2 separate regions of the Mus musculus genome follow, and region 2 is linked to region 1. A link is a contact called in public HiChIP or PLAC-seq data. All regions are on one chromosome and are shown on one strand. Each heading gives the region's core, a stretch centred on a gene start, on an enhancer-like site or on the middle of the called end of the contact. The rest is flanking DNA. Distances are from core to core; before and after follow the strand shown.

Region 1 (3,684 bases), core at 438-2,937:
ATAAGGCTCTCCTAGACTACTCATCACTCATCTCTGGACCTTCACTTTTAGAACATTATGGTTCATGACCAGATGCTGATAGAGACATATGCAGGATGAATGAAATCTTCTATATGGGGTAATATCACACATTATGTGTCATCATGTTTTCTCTTTGTTAGGTAGCTAGACAGACATTAGTAAGTTTGGAGGATGGGCCCCTCCATTAGAATAATCTTTCCTTTCTTTAAGGTTTAGAATGCCATATGTAAAGGTGGAGGTATCAGAGCCTTGTTAAAGCTCATTAAGAGAAAGTTACTTCCTCTTGTTAAAAGAATGGATTCTGAGTTCTACCTCTGGCCCTAATGATGGAGACGTAATATTCTGATCAGCCTCAAAAGAGAATATTACATGTTGTCTCTTACCTTAAGAGTTCCATACTGCCTCTAACCACAACATTTGGGAGGCAGAGACAGGTGGATCTCTGTGAATTTCAGGCCAGCCCGCTCTACAAAGTGAATGCCAGGAGAGTCACAAGCTCTATAGTGAGACCACGTCTCAGGGGGAAAAAGAGAGTTCCATGCTTCTGAATTGGTAGAATAAATATTGTGAAAATGGGTATACTTCCAAAATTAATTTGCAGATTTCATGCAACACCTTTCAAAATTCTGATGTATTTCACAGGTTTAGAAAAATAACACAAGAATTGATATGGAACTACAAAAGACAATAGGTAGAAAAGAAATCCCAAGGAATAAGAACAATGCTGATAGCATTATAGGACCTGACCTCAAATTTTACTATAGACCTATAGTCATAAGGACAGCCTGGTATTGCTATAAAAGTAGACATTAATATCAATGAAATAGAATAAGAGAATCCAGAATAAAATGCCAAAGCTATTCCTATTTAATTTTTGACAAAGGAAGCAAAAACATATATTGGGAAAAAAATAACCTACTTAAGAAATATGCTGGAAAAACTGAATTTCTATCTGAAGAAGACAGAAATTATGTGAGTGCAAGTGCCCACAGAGGCCAGAGGAGGATCTTCTGAAGTTGGAGTTGTGAGCCACCTGTTTTGGGTGCAGGTTCTCTGGAAAAAAATCAGCAAATGGTCTTAACCACTGAGCCACCTCTCTAGACCTTCAAGCTAATTTTTTTGAAGCTCAGTTTTTTTCCTCTGTAAAATGGGGATGGTAACTGTATTTCATGGGGTTGTTGGGCGGTCAGCCTGGTCTACAGAGCGAGTTCCAAGACAGCTAAGGCTACACAAGGAAACAAACAAGAGATTGAATGAAAAATGCAAATGGCAGAAAGTGAGCCGCCCCCTGGGAGGCAGAGGTTTAGGGTAGGGGCAGGGTGAGGAGTGCTGGGAGGAGCCAATGGTGTGAGCCTTAGCCTGGGGTTTGAGATCTAACAGAGATAACGTGCATAAATTGTCTCTCATTCACAACCTTTAAGTTCTCTAACTCTTTAGTTGATAGGTACTAGTTTGACAATGCTAATTTTTGCCTGCTTGTTTATACGTGGGCATTTAATTCCGACTGGCAGAGGAACACAGGGTCCCCCCATCGCTCTCCATCAAAAAGGGGGCGGGGACTGACTTGGGAACTGTCCCTCCACAGGAGCGAATGCCTGAGAAAGCACCTTCACCTTACTGCGCAGGCGCCAGGGCTTAGCGGGCCGGAACTTCCGGCGGAAGTTCCGCCTCGCGGGCCCCGTGCTCCAATCTGAGCTGGGTGTTCGGGTCGCGGGAGCGCTTTGGAGCCTCACCCGGAAGCTGTTGTCGTCTGAAGCGAGCCGCGCGAAGATGCGAATATGAAGTAAGGATTCTGTTTCTCTGCGGATAGGGGCGGGAGTGTTCTCCGCGGAAGGGAGAGTGGCTTGAGGATGGCCGCCCAGAAAGGGCGGGGACCGGTCCTCGCCCTCCGGGCCTCCGGGCGGGAGAAGCTCGGTAGGGAGAGGGCGGGCTGGGAGGAAAAGTACTTATCGCACTTACCGGCTTGCCTGCCACCCGCGCAGCCCTCTGACTAAGGTGAAGCTGATCAATGAACTGAATGAGCGAGAGGTTCAACTTGGAGTGGCGGAAAAGGTGTCTTGGCACTCGGAATACAAGCACAGCGCCTGGATCTTTGTTGGTGAGGTCCCCATTTTTCTCCAGCAGTGCCTTTCAGAGTCCGCCCCGTCCCTTCCCCTCCCCTCCCCATCCCTCTCCATCCCTCTCCCCTCCCCTCCCCTCCTCATCCCTCTCCTCTCCTCTCTCCACCCCTTCCCCTCTCCTCCCTATGCCCCCTCCCCCGGTTATTTAGTGCCCCTGGTCATCGCTTCTGAACAAGCTCATCACCTCACACTCTGGAAGCTCCTCTGCTCACAGGTCCACTTTTCAGTTGCCTTCAGCGCTTCTTAGAATTGGTATTTGCCTTTCATTCTATTCAAAACCTTGCTACTTGGCTGCTCAGAGACAGTTCATTCCACAGTCAACCTATCACGATGTCAAAGAAACGGAGGCGCAGACAGGTTACTGGACTTGCTTAAGGTCACATGCTGCAGCACTTCAAAACTGTGGGGCTTGTGCTCTTCGTCACGGTCACATACCGATCGTGTGTGTGTCTGCCCTTCCTCACAATGATTTTTCTCCTCTCCTGGGCTTCTGCTCCTAGTCCTTAGCTGTACCGTGATGTACCTGGTCAGACATTAGCTGGATTTGAAGACATTAAGGCTTGATTCAAAATTAGCTTTACTCCGGCTGAACATTTGAAAGGCCACCTGAAAATGTGACAGGATCAGGGAAAGCTACTTCTGATGAAAAGAATAGAGTCTGGAGTACACCCCTGGCCCTGGGTAGATACCAGGACATTTTCAGGAAACCTACATGTTACATACTAGTGTGCCCCTTCCTTCAGACATAATCCAACAGAGCTTTAAGTCATCTGGCCAGTAGACACCTGTCAGGAAAGCTCAGTCACCGCCAGACACGCTAGGGACACGGGAGGGAAATGATCCCCAGTGCAGGTGGTGCTGATGTCCGCCCTAAGTCTACCTGCTGCTCTGAGGCCTCGCTGAGCCCCACCTCTCCCTTTCTTTCTGTTCTCTGGGTGCTGGCGGAAATCCTGAGCCTGCTTGCCCCTAACACGCTGGGCTTTCTCATCTCACATCTAAATGTTTTCCTGTCCCTTTGCGGCTACTGCTCTGTCCCCATTTTTGTGCACTCCTGCTTGCTCCACCTCCTAATTCTGAAGGCATGGCTGCCAACCCTTCTGTAGCTCCCTCCTCCCTCCTCCTCCCGGTAGCTGGCGAATCTTACACCTTGCCTCCCTATCAGCTCTCCCTCAAATGCTAACACAATGGACCTCAAGCTTGCCCTTTAGTCTGTTTTAGAATTATTTTACCAAGATTAGAGACTGAGAGCCTTTGTAAAAGGGGAACTCTTGAGTCTCTGGGGACAATATTACCTTTCGTGTATTCTCTTTATGTCACAACCAAAATCCCGCAGTTTGCCTTTTGAAGGGATTGTGTTAAGCACTTTATATGCCTCATTTTAGTTTATTTCCATAATACTCCTGTGAGGCAAATATGTTAACGTCCCCTTTTTGCATATGAAGGAGAACATTGAGGAACATGTGAAAGGCTTCCTGTGAACCGCTTAGCACTTTCCTTGATACATCCTAGTTTGCACGTGGGGGGCAGTAACAGTGTATTGAAG
Region 2 (3,684 bases), core at 321-2,820, 170 kb after region 1:
GCTTTAACCAGAGCTCTAAAGTTAAATAAGAATGTCACCATCTACACGAAGTATGACCTTTTATTCCTCTATGCCTATACAGTGTCATGTAAGGAGATTGTACTCAATTATGTCTGGAGCCTTCAATCTTCCAAAAATAATAGTCAAAGTAATGAGCTCTTCAACAGAACTTAATGAAACTGACCAAGAATGAGCCTGAACCTCTCCTGAACCTCTCTCTTCCCCTTGCCTATGATCCAGATCTGAAACTACTCTCATGGTTGTGGTTTCAGCCTCAATAAAATGCTATGTTGGAGACCTTTTCTTCTTAATGAGTTCTTAGCAACTAAATAGAAAGTTTATTTCTATTTATCATGCAACTTTAGATCAGTTGCAACAAGCTATTCACAAGTGCTCAAAAACATGGCCCTTACTACTATCAGGAAGGCAAGCCCTCTTCAGCCTTGGGGGATGTAGTGATGATCTGACTTAAAACCCATCCTTAAAACCCATCTGGAACGGACACTATAAGAAGTTTTTCTGCCCTTTCTGCAGTAAAAGATCCTCAAATTAACTTCTGGATTCCCACAGCTGCCTCAGACCTTGGACCAGACCCTCTACATGGGCACTCCAACCCAAGAAATGCCTTGTTCTTTTGAATAAGTAGCTTATAAAAGGCCTAAGGTATCTCTTCAAACAAAGTAAACTGATGTTTTGTTATCTTCAATTTCCTGCCATAAGGGCTGACCCTTGTTCTCTCTAGCCCTCTTAACTTTTATGGATTTACTTCCTCCATTCTTGGGACATGCCCCCAATCTTTTAAAATATCCACCCTTTGCCAACACCTGCACAAACTAGATGAAAACTTACAACCATATGCTTCCTTTCCCTGGGTTTCTTCATTTGTGGGGTACTTACACTTTGGACACTGTAACAATGGTGAAAAGAGTGGGCCCCACCAGGTAAATACCTTCAGAGAACAGGTTCTTAAAGCTTTTCCCCTCATCTGAAGCCTTTACTAACTTCTGTTTTTTTTTCTACGCAGTCTGTTTTTTTTTCTTCTAACGCAGTGTCTTCAATAAAATAACTTTCTAAATGTGACCAACCCTCCAATTCTCCAATCCCTTCCTTGAAACCATCCACAACATCTTGATATGTCCCTACAGTTTATATCTACTAGTTTTTACTACACAAACTCCAATGAAATATTAACTATCTCCATCAAGTTTGACAGTCTACTTGGAGTCCACCATGCAGGCCATTAAAGCTCAACTGTAAAGCCTTAACTCAATGGCTTATGTGGTCCTTTAAACTTGGAGAGCCTTAGCCTTTTGCACTTCTGAGTGTAGTTTGTGTTGTGATTGAGATCCGTTAGACCCAAGATGGTTTTCATAATCTGAAATAGGTCTTCTACCTTTTACCATAGCTCATTAGAAAAACCTCTAAATGGGACCCCTGACAGCTGTTAGTCTTCAATAGTCTTTCACAGCCTGAAATATTTGTAACTGCCTTTGCCCTAATTCTCTTTCCCCAATACCAAGGGCAGTTAGGGCCACCTGTTCTGAGGGGGTACTGAAGCAAAAGACAGTTAGGCAGGCAGTTAGGGACACCTGTTATTAGCGTGGATTGAAGCAAGAGGCAGTTAGGCAGTTAGGGAGGATTGAAGCAAGAAGCAAGAGGCAGTTAGGCAGTTAGGGAGGATTGAAGCAAGAGGCAGTTAGGCAGTTAGGGAGGATTGAAGCAAGAGGCAGTTAGGCAGTTAGGGAGGATTGAAGCAAGAGGCAGTTAGGCAGTTAGGCACTTAGTCCTAGGAAGTAAGACCCTGATCCAACTACCTCAACGGAATTTCCTGACACTAATCCCATGTGAAGTCTTATGACCTTTCAATTATTGTGTTAGTTCATTATGGACCTATCATCTTATGCACCACAAGGCAAGTCACCTTTAACTCCATACCTAAAGTTTTCCTATCTTCCTCTCTGTTCTGTAACCATTTAAAAATGCACAGTCCTTGGCAATTAATGGTGTCCTGTCCTGAAACTCTTCATGCATTAGGAGTTCTCTTTTCTAATAAATGATACTGGTTGGAGCACTCGGGTCTAAGGGACTCATTCTTTATTGTCTAGAGAACAGGATCCTGACCTCAGTAACTTGTTACGCTATGCATTCCAGCTTGCTGCCTGCAATCCTTTACGCTTGCTTTATCCTGTCCATCATTCATCAGGTTTAGCCTTGAAAATGCTTCCCTTTGTCTCGTTAAAATAGTTTTATATGCTATTAAACTAGTTTATAAATTATTATGTTAATATATAATATACATTATAGCATTATATACTATTAAACTATTTTATAAACTATTAAAAACTATTGAGTTTTATATATTTTACTATACTAATTTTTGTTTTTCCTTTTCTTTCTTCCCACCTTTTACCTACTTGCTTACCTTCCTGCTTATCTATCTATCTATCTAACTATCTATCTACCTACCTATCTATCTATCTATCTATCTATCTATCTATCTACCTACCTACCTACCTATCTATCTATCTATCTATCTATCTATCTATCTATCTATCTATCTATCTACCTATCTACCTATCTATCCGTCCATATATCTCTATCCATCCATCCATCCATCCATCCATCCATCCATCCATCCATCATCTATCTGTCTCTCTATCCATCCATCTACCATCAATGATCAATTTTCTGGGGTCTTGCTCTTTTTCTTAACCTCTACTTTTAAAATTTGTCCCCTACAATATAATTTCACTTATATTACCAGTCCCTACATCTCAGTCTTACATTCCCTCCAACTCTTTAACAATTCTTTCCTTATATACTTTCCTTCTTTTATCTTTCTTTATTAAAGCTTTTTAAATTTCTATATTGCTCATATTTGAAAATGTTTTTCTTTATTTTACTTTTTCTATATTTTTTATCCTATGTTTACTCCTGGCTTCTCTGTTTTAAAAAGGACAATAAGAGAGGAAAAGGCTAAACCTTACTTCTTAGTAAATAGGTAGTAACAAGAAGCAAGGAGCCCCGTCCTCTCACCCATCTGTGTTTGGCTTAAATCACTTGATGAGTCAGAGCTTTAACACAGTTGACGAGAGACTAAAAGCATATCTATACTTCCTCCCTACAAATATCACTGAACCAATTCCTCTCCTCTACCTGTTCTCCCCTCCCCCTTTCCCACACCAGTATTTTCTTCTACTGCTTTTTCATCTTCAAGTTCTATTTACCCACATGTCTGCCAAAGTAACCACTTACCTTCAGGATTGTCAAACTTCTTTAGGTTTTATAGGCTTTTAAAAAGTAGCCTTCTCCTCTTCATTTCCAACTGTGGATGTGCCCCTTTAAAAATTCTTCCTATCTAACCTCCCCAAGTCCTTCCCTTCTCTTCTCCATTTCTGTGTCTCTAATTCTCAGTTCACTTTCGCCTGTTTATAGGATGCTTTTCTTTTCTACATCCTCTCCTGACGTTAGTTATATGCCCCCCCCCCTACACTTTGCCTTTCTCCTTTCCTCTGTCCCTAGCTTCCATTTTCTTTTCTTGCCTCTTTTTGTGACTTGGTTCATATTTGTTTTGGATTTTCCTACATCACTACGGCCCCCCTTTTGCTCCTGCAGTCTGGTGATAGAAAGGAGCACCTGAGTTAGTCCTTGGGCCTGACTTCTGCCTTTAAACCTGGACATCTT

The links. HiChIP or PLAC-seq counts read pairs in DNA pulled down with a chosen protein or histone mark.
Region 2: a contact with region 1 is called in an H3K27ac HiChIP or PLAC-seq map of large pre-B cells, with 3 times the contacts expected there. The contact joins the enhancer-like site here to the promoter of Rbmx2 in region 1. A contact is called at or near these places in 4 of 39 promoter capture datasets (the C10 cell line, HPC-7-derived erythroid cells, pre-B cells and 1 more), 1 of 484 Hi-C or Micro-C datasets (myeloid progenitors) and 2 of 115 datasets of contacts at active chromatin or transcription factors (the 230-238 cell line and large pre-B cells).

Annotation. Positions count from the first base shown.
Region 1 is chrX:48,693,317-48,697,000 of GRCm38.p6, forward strand. Rbmx2 (RNA binding motif protein, X-linked 2) reads left to right here and starts at 1,688. Exons shown (of 6, transcript NM_173376.3): 1 at 1,688-1,804; 2 at 2,004-2,119. The coding sequence starts at 1,800.
Region 2 is chrX:48,865,096-48,868,779 of GRCm38.p6, forward strand. The region is part of intron 8 of Fsip2l (fibrous sheath-interacting protein 2-like); the gene reads right to left. Among named protein-coding and RNA genes, the nearest start is that of Fsip2l, 11 kb to the right of the region's middle. Within about 2 kb of position 1,571, at least 5 of the 459 cell types and tissues checked have an H3K27ac peak or open chromatin away from gene starts, as enhancers often do.